Regions from separate parts of the Mus musculus genome. Here regions 2 and 3 are each linked to region 1. Evidence: chromatin contacts called from public promoter capture Hi-C data. All regions are on one chromosome and are shown on one strand. The core of a region is the stretch at or near the end of the contact, and the rest is flanking DNA. Distances in the headings are between cores, read along the strand shown.

Region 1 (4,934 bases), core at 1,141-3,640:
ATTAAAATAAAAGGTGTCTGTAGCAGTGATAGTGCAAGTGACCAGCTCTCCTTTGCTGGGTGAAGGGTAGCCAGCCAGCTGTGGCAGACACATGCTAGCTGCATCCTTCTTTGCACTAAATGGAGCAAGCTACAGCTGCTCCACCACCGAGAGAGCTGCAGAGCTGACAAAAGTGCAGCCCGCTGCCTTCACCCGGGCAGCTTTTCCTTTTACAGAGAAAGCAACTATGGCCTGAGCCAGTTGGGCTGAATGGGGATCTAGGAGGGGCTGAGGCTACATCTCAAAGGGATTGATTGAGAGGCAGCCACTACACACACACACACACACACACACACACACACACACACACACTGCCACACCAGCAGCATGTAGTTCTAAGGTAGGTCAGATGCTCAACTTGCAAACTCAGAGTCAAATCCATAGACAGGAGCTGGGGGTCAGGAAGAGGAGCACGCACAATCTTTACCAAGGCATCTAAAATGCAGCCTTCAAGTAATTTGGAAAGAGTGATTTTAATTTTAAAAGAGGAGAATTCTCAATCATTTCCCAAAGAACATATTGTTTTTTTATCTAGTGTGGGATAGGAAAGTTGTCTAGATGTGTCAAACTTCCAAAGCTCTTAATTAAGAGCTGACAGTTTATAAAGTCAAGTCTTCACTGTGTGATCACGTCCTACGGCTGTCCCTGGCACTTGAAGTGACTAGCTCATCTCCTAACTCTACACCCCAAGTGCTGAACCCCTGTGAAAAGATCTTTTTGACCTCCATCAGAGTCTTGACCCACAGGCTGAGAACCACTGTTATAGCATAAGTTTCCTCGCCCTACCCATGATAGAGGCTTCTGTTGGAACGGGAGTGTGGGGCTCCCAGGGTAAATAAGCAGATGCCCTCTTGTGGCCAAAACGTGATGCACTCAGAATGCATCTGAGTGCTTTTCTGCCCTCCTGTATGGTTCAGATTAAGTCTACAGGTTGTACTATCTCAGTTTGCACTGCATGCAAGCAAGCGCGCTCGAGCAAGCACGCACACACACACACACACACACACTCACACAGGCCCAAAATTCGGCACATATCTTGTAAAATCAACAAAGACACAGCTTTTGTGGAACCCAAAATATTTGCAAACTGGATTGCTGAGAAAATAAAACATACATATTACTGGAAAAGCAAAAGCAAATATGTTTTATTCTATTTCCTGAAGAAGTGCCAGCCGGTACCACACTCCACCTGCATCTCCTCACTTTGGAAACACCAGGAGATGGAGAAGAGAAGCCTTGGTCTCATGCAGTTTGGGTCATTGGAAGCAAGCAAAATTGCTGGTTACAATGTAACTAACAAGTTACCCAATATTCTTAAACTTTAGTACAGAGTCTAAAGTTGTTTTTTTCCTCTAGAAGACAGATTTAAAATTTACCAGTGAAGAAAAAAAGTTGAATTTTTGAAGAAAAAACTTGGCATATAAGATATATTTATATAGGAAGATTGGAATTATATTATAATCGAGTTGTTTGTGCCTTGAAAAGAATAAACAATGGGCGGTTTGCATTTGGTAACCACACACACATCAGTCACTCAGCACACCAAACATTTTTTATTCTCAGTGCAATAATTCATAACATTAAATATATCTCAAGCATTTTACAAAATTCCCCAAGTGACTTAATTCTTCATAACTAGAAAAGAAAGAAAAAGGAAAGAGAAAGGGACATGAACCCTCATTTTTTAAGTTGTTAAGTTTAATGAAATGACATGAGAGTTTAATTTTCAGCTTCATTACTCAAATAACTGGCTTTATTAGACTGGGTATTCTCAGAGATATGAGGAACTATCAGATGATGGTCTAAAATAAAGTACTGGGCTTTTGTTTTGTTCCCAATTTAAGTTTTCAAGATTTATTTTTATAAACCCATGGAGCCAGTGGGCACTTTGTAGAGAGAAGGATGCATTTCATATCGTAAGAGTTCTCTATAACTATTACAATCTGTCTGAGAATTACAAACATTAAAACCACTGTTCCCACAGCTAACAACTTTCTCTTGAACATAGTAAACTCAGAGCCATTCCAGCTCAGACCAGTCCATTCATATGATAAACTACCTTATAAAATGCTACATTTTCCTTCATCCTCTCCCCTTTAGTTTTAGAAAATGGTTGTCTACAATTTGTCAACACAGTAAATACGTTTTAGTTTCCCAAGTGAATAGACTTACCTCTTCTTTCCCACTGTTTGGAACTTTGCAATAAACTTCCCCTGTTGATGGATCGTAAGAATCTATATATGAGTTACAGGGTAAAAACTTCCCACCTATAAAGTTCTCCAACATCAAAAGTTCCCTTTTTCCAGCCATGTTAGGAAAGTGCCCTCTGTGTACAGCAGCCCTCTGTGACTGCCCTCAGGACTTTGGACACCCTCATCTCACCCCCAGGCCCAGTGTCCTCATTTGCATATCCGAACCTGGGAGGAGGAGACCCGCTGCGCTTCAGAACTTTCCTGATTCCAAACTCGGATGGTTCTTGAAGGCAACTCATGGTCCATTCTGAGAAATGGGCACTGCATTAAACTAACATCAAGTTACATATGTACAATGTCTTCAGATTGTCCTTTCATATCAACTGTGTGTGTGTGTGTGTGTGTGTGTGTGTGTGAGATGATTTTATCGGCACTGCACCATAAGTGCCCACTGTTTAAACACGAAGTGCAAAGCATAAAGAAAATTGGCTCCACAGAATATTGTCCCATGCAGCAATCCTTACTTCCTCCTTTCTAGGGAAGGCATTGAGCCTCTGGAAGGTTACACAATGTGGCCAAGGTCACACATGAACACTCAAGTACTGACAGGAAATGAGAAGAAACTTTAGCTACATTTACACCTAACAGCCTGTGAGTCCATCTCAGGAGGATGCATCCATGTCCCTGTAGGGACTGGCCACAGGAGCAAGGGAGCCGTCTTCACTACCCGGCAATGCCGTGGTTTGAACGCTCAGAATTCGGGCACGTTTAACCCTCCAGTGGCAGTGTTTAAGTGGGCACTCCTGGAGTTAAGGTGCTGCTCACGGCCTCGGTGGTGCCTTCGAAACAGGCTATGGGTCATTTGTGCCTTCTGCCGCAGGAGCACAGCTGCCCTGCCTGGTGAGGAAGTGGCAGAGGCAGGGGATATTTACCATACACAATCTCCTCACACCAACATCATGGGCTTCCCAGTCTCCAGAACAACAAGAATTCAGGTTCTCTCAAGTGATCGATTTTCAGTTATTCTGTCACAGCTGAACAGACCAGCACATGGCCTCTGAGAGGACAGGACACACCACCGTTCACTCTGCTGAGGCTCCATGGATAACCAAACTCTCTTGTGCATCATAGCGCTTGTTTTGTATTTTGCAAGTAACCCTCTGAAGGTCTTGTTCCTTCTGTTCTCCATGTTGCTATCTCCCCATCCTTCCTGTACTTCACGTCTCCACCTACTGACGGCTGTCTGTCGTCTTTGGCGTCCCATTTTCACCACAGTGCATTTGGTGAGAATTTGTTCTTAACCGTGACTGGAAGAGGCTGCTTTTCTACCACTGGCTTTGTCTTTCACCAGTTGTGGAAATGTTTTGGCTGCTGTATTGCTGTGTTTCCATTCTCTGTATTTCTACCTTGTAGAATGTTTAAAATGTAAAGAGAGCATCTTCAATTTCTTACTGACCATGAATCTCCTCCCTCCCTGTCTCTGTCTTTCCCTCCCTCCCTCTCTCCCTCCCTCCTGGCCAGCTTCTTCCCCCTCCTCCTTTGACTCTGAGCTACACTCTCCAAATCTTGCCTCTACTCTCTGTCCGTCCCCCAGCCCCACAACAGGGCTCCTATGGAGCTGACTCCTCCAATGGCAGCACCTGCCCTGAACTCTGTTTCCTCGGCCTGCCAGCCAACACGCCATTCCCTAAGGTCCCTGCAGGCCAAAAGGCAGAATTCACCCTCTCACACTGGCCAGCAGGCTACCACTGCTTCCGGCTAGAAACAGAACAGAACTACGGGGGCTGCCTCCCACTCCCTCTGTCCCTTACGGCCCTATGAAACTTCTGTGCTTGTTCCTTTGAGCTTTTCTTTAAGATTGGAATTTCATCTCCTTCTGCTTTCCAAGAAAAAACAAATGGGGAAAACAGGAACCCATCTGCCAGAGCACACAACCACCTCATGGCAGAGCAGGCCCCTCGCCCCTCCACCTAAGCCCACCAAAGAAAAAACACACCTGAAGCCAAAGGTTTTCAGGGTTTGTTTAAATGCTTAGAAGTTCTCCTAACAGGAACACCTGTAACAATGTTTGTGCTTTTCAACCCACAATTTTCTCTCTTCTTTATTTAAATGTTTGTTTTTCTCCCTAGCATTCATGTGTTACCAAAAAATTATTCAACTCACTTTACATTTCCTTTAAGGTTCAAAAGTCATCTAATCTACGTCCACAGGTCAAATCAACTATGCTGATTACCATCCTTCAGTCCTTAATTGACAACCAGTTTCCTTTTATAGACAAACTGTTACTGCCTATCCTGGATGCATAATTAACATGATATTTTCTCCCTCCGCCATCCAAAGCAGACTTAAAGGATGCCTTCCGGGACTAAATTCCTCAAACACCGGTGCTTTTCTAGGATCATAACAGTCTCCCACAGCCCCCTGCAGACAGGTGTGTGGCATCATAGGCAATACCCCAGGCTCCTGGTTCTTGTCTGGACTCCACCCCACAGTTACCTGGCAGCCAGGTATGCTCCTCCCCACAGTTACCTGGCAACAGCCAGCGTGGCCCAGCTTACTATAAAAGGAGCTGCTTGCCCCCTCCTCGTTCTTTTACCTCTTACTCTCTTGCTCTTACTCTTTCTCCCCTGTTCCCCCTCTCTCTGCCTTCCCTTGTCCCCTCTCTCCACGTGTTCATGGCTGGCCTCTGCTTCCCTACTCTTT
Region 2 (4,934 bases), core at 696-3,195, 1.5 Mb after region 1:
TGGTTGTCCCCAGGACAGCCACTCTGTAGACTAGGCTGGCTTCAAACTCAGAGATCTACCTGCCTCTGTCTCCGAAATTCTGGGTTTAAAGGCATTCATTTACCATGCCTGGCTTGAGCAGTATTTTTTTAAGAGACATTTATTTTATGTGATGTGAACATATGTGAGTACACTGTCCCTGTGTTCAGACACACCAGAAGAGTGCATCAGTCCTCATTACAGATGGTTGTGAGCCACCATGTGGTTGCTGGGAATTGAACTCAGGGCCTCTGGAAGAACAGTCATTGCTCTTACCCACTGAGCCATCTCTCCAGCCCCAAGTAATAAATGAGTCTACAGTCCCCATCTTGTGGATCTCTCTCCCTTCCATAGCTTCTCCACTGCCAGCTTTCCATGTGGCTGTTTGCCCCAAATCTGCCTTTATCTGTCTTCTCTCATTCCATTCTCTTGCTAAATAAAAATAATTTCCGTGGTTTAAATATTATCTACATGCAAGTAAGAAGGCTTGGCTGGACTCCATTGTGCTGTATTCAAGTACTGCACACAGTACACAGTCAACATGCAGAACTGGAGTTTATTAATGCTCCATTGTCCTTATTTCAATAAACAATTCCTGTGTCTAGATAAGTACTATACTAAGAGTTGGAAACCATTTAAGCTTTTTGTCTTCATTTGACCCTTAAGCGTACCCTCTCCACACCTTTCCATAATTCTCAACAAAACACTATTACCCAACTATAGCATCTTCTGCTTGAGTTGTTGCTAAAGTCTCTAACTGTACTCCATTGCCAATCTCTAGCCTCCAGTTACTGTTGCTTGGGAATGATAACTCACTAAATGATCCATATCTGAAAACTTGCACAGATCTCTATTATTTAAGCTGCAGCACAGTTCCTTGGGCATGGGGTACAATACAAGAGTTCATGTTGGAGCATTTGATTTTCTCTCACCAGGTGGAATCTACCCAAAGTGCTCTTTCTCTATCAGGCTAGACTGAGTCCTGGCAGCTACCATCCCTTGCGGTTTTAGGTTTCCTGGGTTCTTCACCCTTCTCCTGATCCCACAATGGCTTCCAACTTTTTAGTTAGAGAAAGTCATTTGTATGAATTCACCCTAGATTATCTCCTTTCTAAAATGTTCCCTGACACCCTACCCTAAAAACATCTGTGTATATTCATCACAGCATCAATAGCATTTTGATTACACTTGACAGCTTTCAAGTCTTGTAATCTCTTGAGCTCAACCACGTATCCCAGTGGGTCTTTTGAATGCAAAAGTCTAGCACCAAGCTTGGTACATGACTTGGTCTGTGCAGGTTGACTGGTTTAATGATTAACAAGTCTCTTTCACTCTTCAGTGTTTGGTTTGGCAAACTGCACATTCATCTACCACATTGCATATGCTTGGCAAACATTTGAATGAAGAAATTAATGAGCCCAAGTCTTCCTTAATTACTGGAATATATCTGCATAGTGCAACTAACTACATAAAACCTATAGACCGCAAATTGCACATGATAATAGTCCTATCCTTTAACTTCATTGTTGTCTGGATTCAAATTACCTTGGGCAACCTAGTACTCCATTCGTTGCCCTTGGACTCACTAACTGCTTTCCGAGTTTGTTGTGGCTTTTATTTCGTAACCATCAGGAAAATGTCAGAATAGCAAAGTTTTAAAGTTCAAGCAATTAATAAAAACACAAGGTTTTTATTTAAAAAAAAAACATGGAGGTTGCAATTAAACGTGAACAACTGTCTGAAGTGACTCCTAGCGAGTATCTTCTCTTTTAGGTCTAGAATAATCTCTGAAAGACCAGTTGATTTTAGTTAGAGCAAATCATTGGATTTTTGCCCAAAAGAAAAATGGTCCTCGCGGCGTCAGTTCCCTTTTCTATGTAGCCCAATCAAAATCTAGGATTCCGGGCGTCGGCGTCGTCACTTCCGCCCGGCCTTCCTGGACTTTCAGTGAGCCGCAGTGGGGCACTTCTACCTCGAGACTGTTTCCGCGCTCGGGCCGGGAGGCCGAGTGACGGCGGGCGAGCGGAATGAGCGCGGCGCGGACGCTGCGGGTGCCCGGCCGCCACGGCTATGCGGCCGAGTTCTCTCCGTACCTGCCGGGCCGCCTGGCCTGTGCCGCGGCGCAGCACTACGGCATCGCGGGTGAGCGCGGGCCGCGCCTCCGGGGCGGGCGTAGGACGCGCCGCTGAGCGCGCGGTGCCGCCGCCACCGCCAGGGGGCGACAGAGCTCGGCCCTCCCTCCTAGGTCCCCCTTTCTGCGGAGTTGGCATTGGAGCCCAGGGGAAGTCTACAGCTAGTCCTTTCCCTTCTGTAAGAAGGATGCACTTGTCAGTACTTGCAAGGTGGAGTCAACAGAGCCACCAGTTCAAAGCCATCCTCAACAGAGACTTAGGGAGACGCTGGCCCTTTCTTGAAAAAGAAAAAAAAAAAAACTAGAAAATTCTGTGCTCGCTTTTAGTTGTTCTAGGGGAAGTGGATAAATGTGCAGAGATGTCTAAGTGCTCAAGCCATTTATTTTAACTTATACCCCATCTGCTGTTTATGCACAGGAGCAGTGTATGGCAAACCATTGCATAATGTCAGTGATCTGTAATACTTGTTTACTGCAGGAAAAAAATACGATTTCTGAAAAGTAGTGGTAAATAAACTTGTTTCCGTATAGTTTGTCCATTAGTGCTTAGTGCTTTCACGGTTGGGTTCACAGTTCTTGGCCATCAAACTTTAGACTTTTATAAAGGTTTCTTACAAGAAATTGGTATAATTAGGAATTGTTTTCTAGAGATTTTTTGTGTGTGTGTCTGAGTTTTTTGCTTGTATGTATGTCTGTGAACCATGCCTGGTGCCAGCTAAGGTCAGAAGAGAAGATTCAAAGAGGGTGTTGGATCCATTACTGATGGTTGTCAGCTGCCAAGTGGGTACTGGGATTAGAAGCTGGCTCTGCACATGGAAGGGGTCGGGTCTCTGACCTGACAGTTGACTTTTTTTTTTCTTCTTCATCAGTTACGTTTAAGTGGAAGATCTTTAACACTTTACCCACCTCACTGATCACAAAAACTCAAAGCGAAATTCTGTGAAGACTCTAGTTTGAACAGTTGAATGTGCATGTGAGCATAGTAATTAGTCATCTTACCTTGTAAAGTTCAAGTGCAGATTCCCTTTGAACAGATGTTAATGGAGTGTGAGATGGGGGAGAGAAAGAGACATTAGTCTTTCAGCAAAAATTATTGATTGTTGGCACATAACTGAAGTTAATGTTGTTTTCAACACCTGACCAACGAGTATATGGTATTTCCACATATACTGTCTTAAAATGCTGTGATTGGTGTGTTCTGCGTGTATCAGCAGGGGAGAACCACAGTCTTGGGGGTTTGTAAGCACAAGCCTTCCTTGTCTTCTGTTATTAGCTCCAGCTTGAAAGGTTTGCGTGCCTAGCACCAGGCCCGGTGTGAGTTGGCACTCTGATGCGTTTCCCCAGACTGGTGTTCCGATTCCAGTCTGGCCAGATGGTAAGTTGGATATTTAAGGACTGAAGCATACTATGTAACTTTTAATTGTTCTGTATATACGGTTGCAGTTATTTTATGGGAAATTTGTGGTAGTTAAAGCTGGTCCACAATGTTTAAGATTTCATCATAGATGACTCCCAGGAGGTTAAACAACATGACTTAGGGCTTTGTTTTGTTTTGTATTTCTTCTAGGCTGTGGAACTCTATTAGTATTGGATCAAAATGAATCTGGACTTCAGATTTTTAGAAGGTAAAGTGATTGACATTTCTGGTGCTGTGATAAGGCATCAAGATTAAGGCAACTTACAAAAGAAAGTAGTTACTTTAGGCTTATAATCTTAGTGGGTCAGGGTCAGAGTCTATAATGGTGGAGCAAAGTCATGGCTACAGGAACAGCTGAGAGCTCACATCTTGAGCCACAGATGGGAGGCAGAGAGATCCACTCTGGGAATGGGGCAAGTCTTTTGAAGTCCCAGAGCCTGGCCCCAGTGGCACACTTCTTCCAGCAATACCACATCTCCTAAATCCTTCCCAAATACTTGTATCACCTAGGGACTGAGTATTCAAACCTAAGAGCCTGTGGTGGCCATTCTCCTCAAACCATTATAATGGCTCTAATTATTAAGTGTACATATACAGTCAACCTCTGTCAAAGTCTTAATGCAGTTGCATTTTGAATATTTGGAACTAATAGGTTTTTAATTTATGATGTAAAATAAACTTTTACATTGGCATCATATAGAAATTATTTTTGCTAACTATGATTATGCCATGTTCTCAAGCTTACTAGTGTCTGCTTATAAATTATACATTTAAAACGTAAAACAGTGAGCGTCTTAGTAATTTAGTTTCCTTAAGCAAGAGCTAGCGCTCATCCTGTGGACTGCCCAGTGTTTCTCTCTGGACCTGTCTTCCAGGTTGAGTGATGGACACACGCTACTTCTATCAGGATTAGTCAAAGGCAGAGGAAAGAGATTCTGTAGAAAGCCACTACCTGCTCGTAGCTCAGATGAAGAAAGATTTGTGGGAGTATTTGAAATGATTGGTCTCCGTATTTTGAAAGTCTCACAAGTGCATGCTGTGAGTCACAGGTGCACTACAATAAAAGCAGGTGATGTCAGCATGTCTTTGGTGGATACCTCATATGAGTGTTTGGAAACCTCCTTTCAGTTTAACTTTGGAGCTATCTACCTGCCCTTCCTGGGCTGTGCTTCCAGGCCACTGTGGAGTACCTGCTCTATTTATCTCTTGTAGTTTTCAAGATCATCTGAGGTAATGTGTGTTACAATATGTGAAAAACAAGGAAAAAAACAGTAACTATAAAATTAAGATGTTAATCATTTTGTGATCTGCAGTGCATGTATTTTCTTTTCTGGCGTAGCTTTGACTGGAATGACGGCTTGTTTGACG
Region 3 (4,934 bases), core at 1,743-4,242, 1.0 Mb after region 1:
ATGCCTAATAATGATAAGCAAATCTCTAACTACTGGCCCTTGTTCTCATATGTCTCACTATTATGATATTTAAAATGTTTCAGCATTACCTAACAGCACCTCACATTATTATTCTAACTCCATGGCTTCAGACATCAACAGAACACAACAAACTCCCTAATGGGATGTTTTTTCTATCCTAGGCCCTTCTAGACCAGTATGTTCAATTGTCTGTGGGACATTTCGACCACATGTCCCAACCATCCCTCTGCCTGACTGAGTTCCTCTCATCATGCTCTTGCCTTTTCATCTGGGCAACATCATAGTTCAACTTACTTTTGTTTAAAATCTTGGCATTACCCCTGATACTTTTTCTAATTCATTCCACCATCTTTACGGATAATTTACCATTTTGTAAGCCACTCATTATTTTGCATGTGTTTGTGTTTTTGAGATAGGGTCTACGTAGCCCTGGCTATTCTGAAACTCTAACCAGTGGTTCTCAACCAGCGGGTGTCAATTGTTTTTTTTTTTTGGGGGGGGGGGTCACACATAAGATATTTACATTAGATTCATAACAGTAGTAAAATTACAGCTATGAAGAAGCAATAAAATAATTTTATTTTCAGTCTGGCCTCAAATTCACAGAGACCAACCTGCCTCAGCCTCCCAAATGCAAAAGACTTTTACAAATAGTGAGCCATATGAGAACAAGGATAACAACCCTAACTATGTGGTGATCCTCTGTGTCTTCTTGGGCTCTGACTGAGAGAGTAAAGGACCCCTATGAATACCACACTATCAACGGTGCACTACTGCAGACTCATCCTTCTCACACCGAAACAAAGACTGCAATGTTTACACAGAGGCTTTCTTTCCGGAATTTGGGATTGACCTTGGGAGCCTTGCTCATACTGGGCAAGTGTTCTACCACAGAGCCACGTATCTTATATCCTAGCCCTACTTCATGCCCTTTGACTTTGAGATGGAGTCTCACTAAGCTGCCCAAGAAGGTCTTCAACTCACTCTGTAGCCTAAGGTGACCCTGAAATGTAGATCCCTCTGTCTCAGTCTCTCTAACAACTGAGGCCTGTACTAACACACATGGTGTGACTTTGCTGTTTTCTATCTGCTGCTATGAGAAGCATCATGACCAAAAGCAACGTGGGGAGGAAAAAATGTCATCATGGGAGGAAGTTAGGACAGAAACTCAAAACAAAGCAGGAACCTGGAGGCAGGAGCTGATGGAGGAATGCTGATAACTGACTTGTTCCACCAGCTTTCTTATAAAAATTAGGGCCACCTGCTCAGGGGTGTTACCACCCACAATGGGCTGGGCTCTCCCACATCAATCACTAATTAAGAAAATGCTCGGGGCTGGTGAGATGGCTCAGTGGGTAAGAGCACCCGACTGCTCTTCCAGACTGCTCTTCCAAAGGTCTGGAGTTCAAATCCCAGCAACCACATGGTGGCTCGCAACCATCCTAACGAGATCTGATTCCCTCTTCTGGAGTGTCTGAAGACAGCTACAGTGTACTTACATATAAAATAAATAAATCTTAAAAAAAAAAAAAAAAAAAAAAAAAAAGTATGACTGGCTACCCTTTAAAAAAAAAAAAAAAAAGAAAATGCTCTACAGACTAGCCTATAGCCTGACTTTTGGAAGGCAATTTCTCAATCAGGGTTCCCTCTTCTCAGATCATTACAGTTTGTGTCAAGTTGAAATGAAACTAGCCAGTCACGATTCATCATCATTGAGGGAAGTCAGGCAGGAATAGAAGCAGAAACCCTGGCTCAGGCTCAACTAGCTTTCTTATACAGCTCAGAACTCATTATCCCAAGAATGGTATCCTCCACAGGGCTGGGCCCTACCACAACTATGAACAGTAAGGACACTCACTTAGAGACAGGGCCACAAGCCAACGTAATCTAAGCTATTTCTTGAGGTTCCTCTCCCCATAAGACTCTAATACCGAGTTGACAATAAAAACTAATCAGGGCAGAGAACATGTTCAAAATGGCACACTGTCCATCTGTAATCAGCCATTGGTAGGTGGTGGTGGGTGGTAACACCCCTGAGCAGGTGGCCCTAATTTTTATAAGAAAGCTGGTGGAACAAGTCAGTTATCAGCATTCCTCCATCAGCTCCTGCCTCCAGGTTCCTGCTTTGTTTTGAGTTTCTGTCCTAACTTCCTCCCATTGGTAGGGGGGGGGGATCAGGAGCTCAAGGAACGCCTGAACTGCATAGTGCCCTGCCTGGCTCAAAGAACAAAAACGACCCAAGAATAGCAGCAAAATCCAGACTTTTAGCCTAAGCTGCACCATATCCTGTCTCAAAGCAACGACAATAACGAGACCCAAAAATAAAGTTAGCAAAATTAATAAAAGACTTTTACCTGGTCTACGGGAACACCAAAATATTCCAGCACGTTTCTTAATATATTTAGAATGAAAGACATTGGTGAAGGAAGTTCAAGAAAACGCTGTTCGTTGGTACCTTAGAAGAGAAGTTATCAATTATTACTCTTGACAGGTAACTGCTACATAGACCGCACTAAGGAAACCACAGAGACCTTTCATGACACCATCAAGTGATTGCTCCTGGAGAGCTATTATTTTGAAGAGAGACTTAAAAGGAAAGAAAGAGCACTTTACTAAATTCCATTGCTATCTTACCGTGTGTGTGTGTGTGTGTGTGTGTGTGTGTGTGTGTGTGTGTGTAAAGGGATTGACAAGCAAATGTGCGACAGCCAAGATCACCATCCCTGGAGCTCTGCTGCCCCTGGAGAGAACCGCCCAGCCGCTCTCTTCACCCCGCGAGGAACGCCACCCGCCCGCGCTTCCGTCCGTCCGTCCGTCACCGGCCACCGACCGGAAGCCGAGGCCTAACGGAGCCCGTGCCACTCACCATCCCGCGGCATTGCACGGCGCCAGGCGGCCGGGGAAACTCTCCGGACGCGACCTACAGCCGCAGAGTAGCTTCTTCCCGGAATCGCTCGCCGCTTCCGACTCGACCCCAGCCTGGAATATCAAGCTTCGCGGGCCGGAGTTCGGAGTCTATCCCTATTGGACGCCGCCGGAGGACGCCGCCGGTGATTGGAAGGGTAAGAGCCAATAGGCGCATTCGAAAGGCGCATGCGCACCGTGCCCCCAGCATTCGGAATTGTGTCTTCTGCCTTTGCAACTTGTGCTTCACTCAGTCCTTTGCCAGTAAGGTGTCAAGCCTTCCCAACATTCAACAAAGAATCCGCCCACTTGTAATTGTTTAGTCATTCTGCGAAAATATCTAGCCGTTATGCTAAATGCTGGGATTACTCATGTTGAGCCACACTGTCCAGTCTAGTTGTTTACATGTCTTAGTGTGTGCACGCTACACATGCACATGCCAAAGTACCTGTTTCAAAGCCAAAGGACAATTTGTGTAGGATCCACGGATAGAACTTGAGACCTCAGGTTTGGTAGCAGGCTGCTTGAGCCATCTCGCTGACCCTAAGGCTTTTTTACACCTTTACCTTTCAAACTTTTGAAAGCTAATGAAAAGCAAAAAAGCTTTAATTAATCAAAACCAAAACAAAACCAAAAAACCCTTGTTTTGTATTGACAGTAAGAGATTATGGAAAGCAGAGTTATATACACTGGTCATAGCTATACTCACCACAACCCAATTCACAAATTGATATTTAATTGTAGTAATGTATTTAATTACAAAACCTCAGTTAAATAACTAAAGATTTGGCATGTCATGAGGACATGAGCATTAAGTTTTGAAATTCTTACATTTTCTTTTCCTTTCTTAGGAATGTTTTAATAATCTTAACAATTGCTGGGAGTGGTTGGCGCATGCCTTTAATCCCAGCACTCGGAGGCAGAGACAGGCGGATTTCTGAGTTCGAGGCCAGCCTAGTCTACAAAGTGAGTTCCAGGACAGCCAGGGCTATACAGAGAAACCCTGTCTCAAAAAACCAAACAAAACAAAAAACAAAAACAAATTACATATATATAAATATATGTATATATATAACATATATATATGAATATATGTATATTCTTAAAAAATAATAAGGCTGGGCATGGTGGTGCACGCCTTTAATCCCAGTACTTGGGAGGCAGAGGCAGGTGGATTTCTGGGTTCGAGGCCAGCCTGGTTAACAGAGTGAGTTCCAGGACAGCCAGGGCCACACAGAGAAACCCTGTCTCAAAAAAACCAAAAATAAAAAATAAAAAATAATACAGCATTTCTGAAAAGAAACAACCAAGACTGTATAAACTCTCTGGAGAAATGTGTTTTTTGGTTTTTGGTTGTTTTGGTTTGTTATTAATGTTTTGGGACATGATCGGAAATTAAAGAAAGTTGGCTTTGAAATGCTGCCTTTCCCTCATTTAAGGATCAGATCAACACAGTTCCTCCAAGTCTGTCCTAAGTGTGTGTGTGATGTCTTCTGAGAAGCCACCGCGGGTGCCAGCAATAGCATAAACTGTTTTTGGAGTCTCTTAGATTCAAATGACCAACAACTTAAGTTTCTCATATCCAGTACTGGATTTTTTTTTCCCCCACTATGGCTCTAATGCAGAGCATTATCGCTCCAAGTGGCATAATTTCATTTAAACTATATAGGTATGCATGCACATACTTACTATATCATATGCAAACTTAGTAAATATAAAATTATTCCTTACAGCTTTTTCAAATATTTAGTATTTATCCCTTCTCCATCTGTTCCTGAATTGCACCTTCCATCTATTTTTTTTCTACTTCTTCCTTCTGATCACCTCTATCCTGCCATGCAGAGTGTTCCAAAGAAAGCAGCCATTGAGCAACCAGAATTGGGAGCTGTGCCAGAGAATACAGGTAGGTTATATGTGTCTGAGCCATTTGAGCTGGCTAGTGGATCCTTGGGAGTAAGGGCTCTGTGGTCTGCCAAGTCCTCTAATAAGTCAAAGCTATCTGGGTTAGA

What was found. Promoter capture Hi-C pulls out the DNA fragments that hold promoters and counts their contacts.
Region 2: a promoter capture Hi-C map of pre-B cells shows a contact between it and region 1, with 2.2 times the contacts expected there. The contact joins the promoter of Pex7 here to the promoter of Aldh8a1 in region 1. A contact is called at or near these places in 3 of 39 promoter capture datasets (liver and pre-B cells).
Region 3: a contact with region 1 is called in a promoter capture Hi-C map of stem cell-derived epiblast-like cells, with 4 times the contacts expected there. The contact joins the promoter of Mtfr2 here to the promoter of Aldh8a1 in region 1. A contact is called at or near these places in 5 of 39 promoter capture datasets (the C10 cell line, liver, pre-B cells and 1 more).

What each region holds. Positions count from the first base shown.
Region 1 is chr10:21,374,756-21,379,689 of GRCm38.p6, reverse strand. It overlaps Aldh8a1 (aldehyde dehydrogenase 8 family, member A1), which reads right to left and starts at 2,390. Exons shown (of 7, transcript NM_178713.4): 1 at 2,212-2,390. The coding sequence starts at 2,349. Gm33803 (a long non-coding RNA gene) reads left to right here and starts at 4,932. Exons shown (of 3, transcript XR_380156.3): 1 at 4,932-4,934.
Region 2 is chr10:19,904,685-19,909,618 of GRCm38.p6, reverse strand. Pex7 (peroxisomal biogenesis factor 7) reads left to right here and starts at 1,945. Exons shown (of 10, transcript NM_008822.2): 1 at 1,945-2,160; 2 at 3,717-3,774; 3 at 4,906-4,934. The coding sequence starts at 2,046.
Region 3 is chr10:20,345,877-20,350,810 of GRCm38.p6, reverse strand. It overlaps Mtfr2 (mitochondrial fission regulator 2), which reads right to left and starts at 2,992. Exons shown (of 7, transcript NM_027930.3): 1 at 2,888-2,992; 2 at 2,376-2,476. The coding sequence starts at 2,900.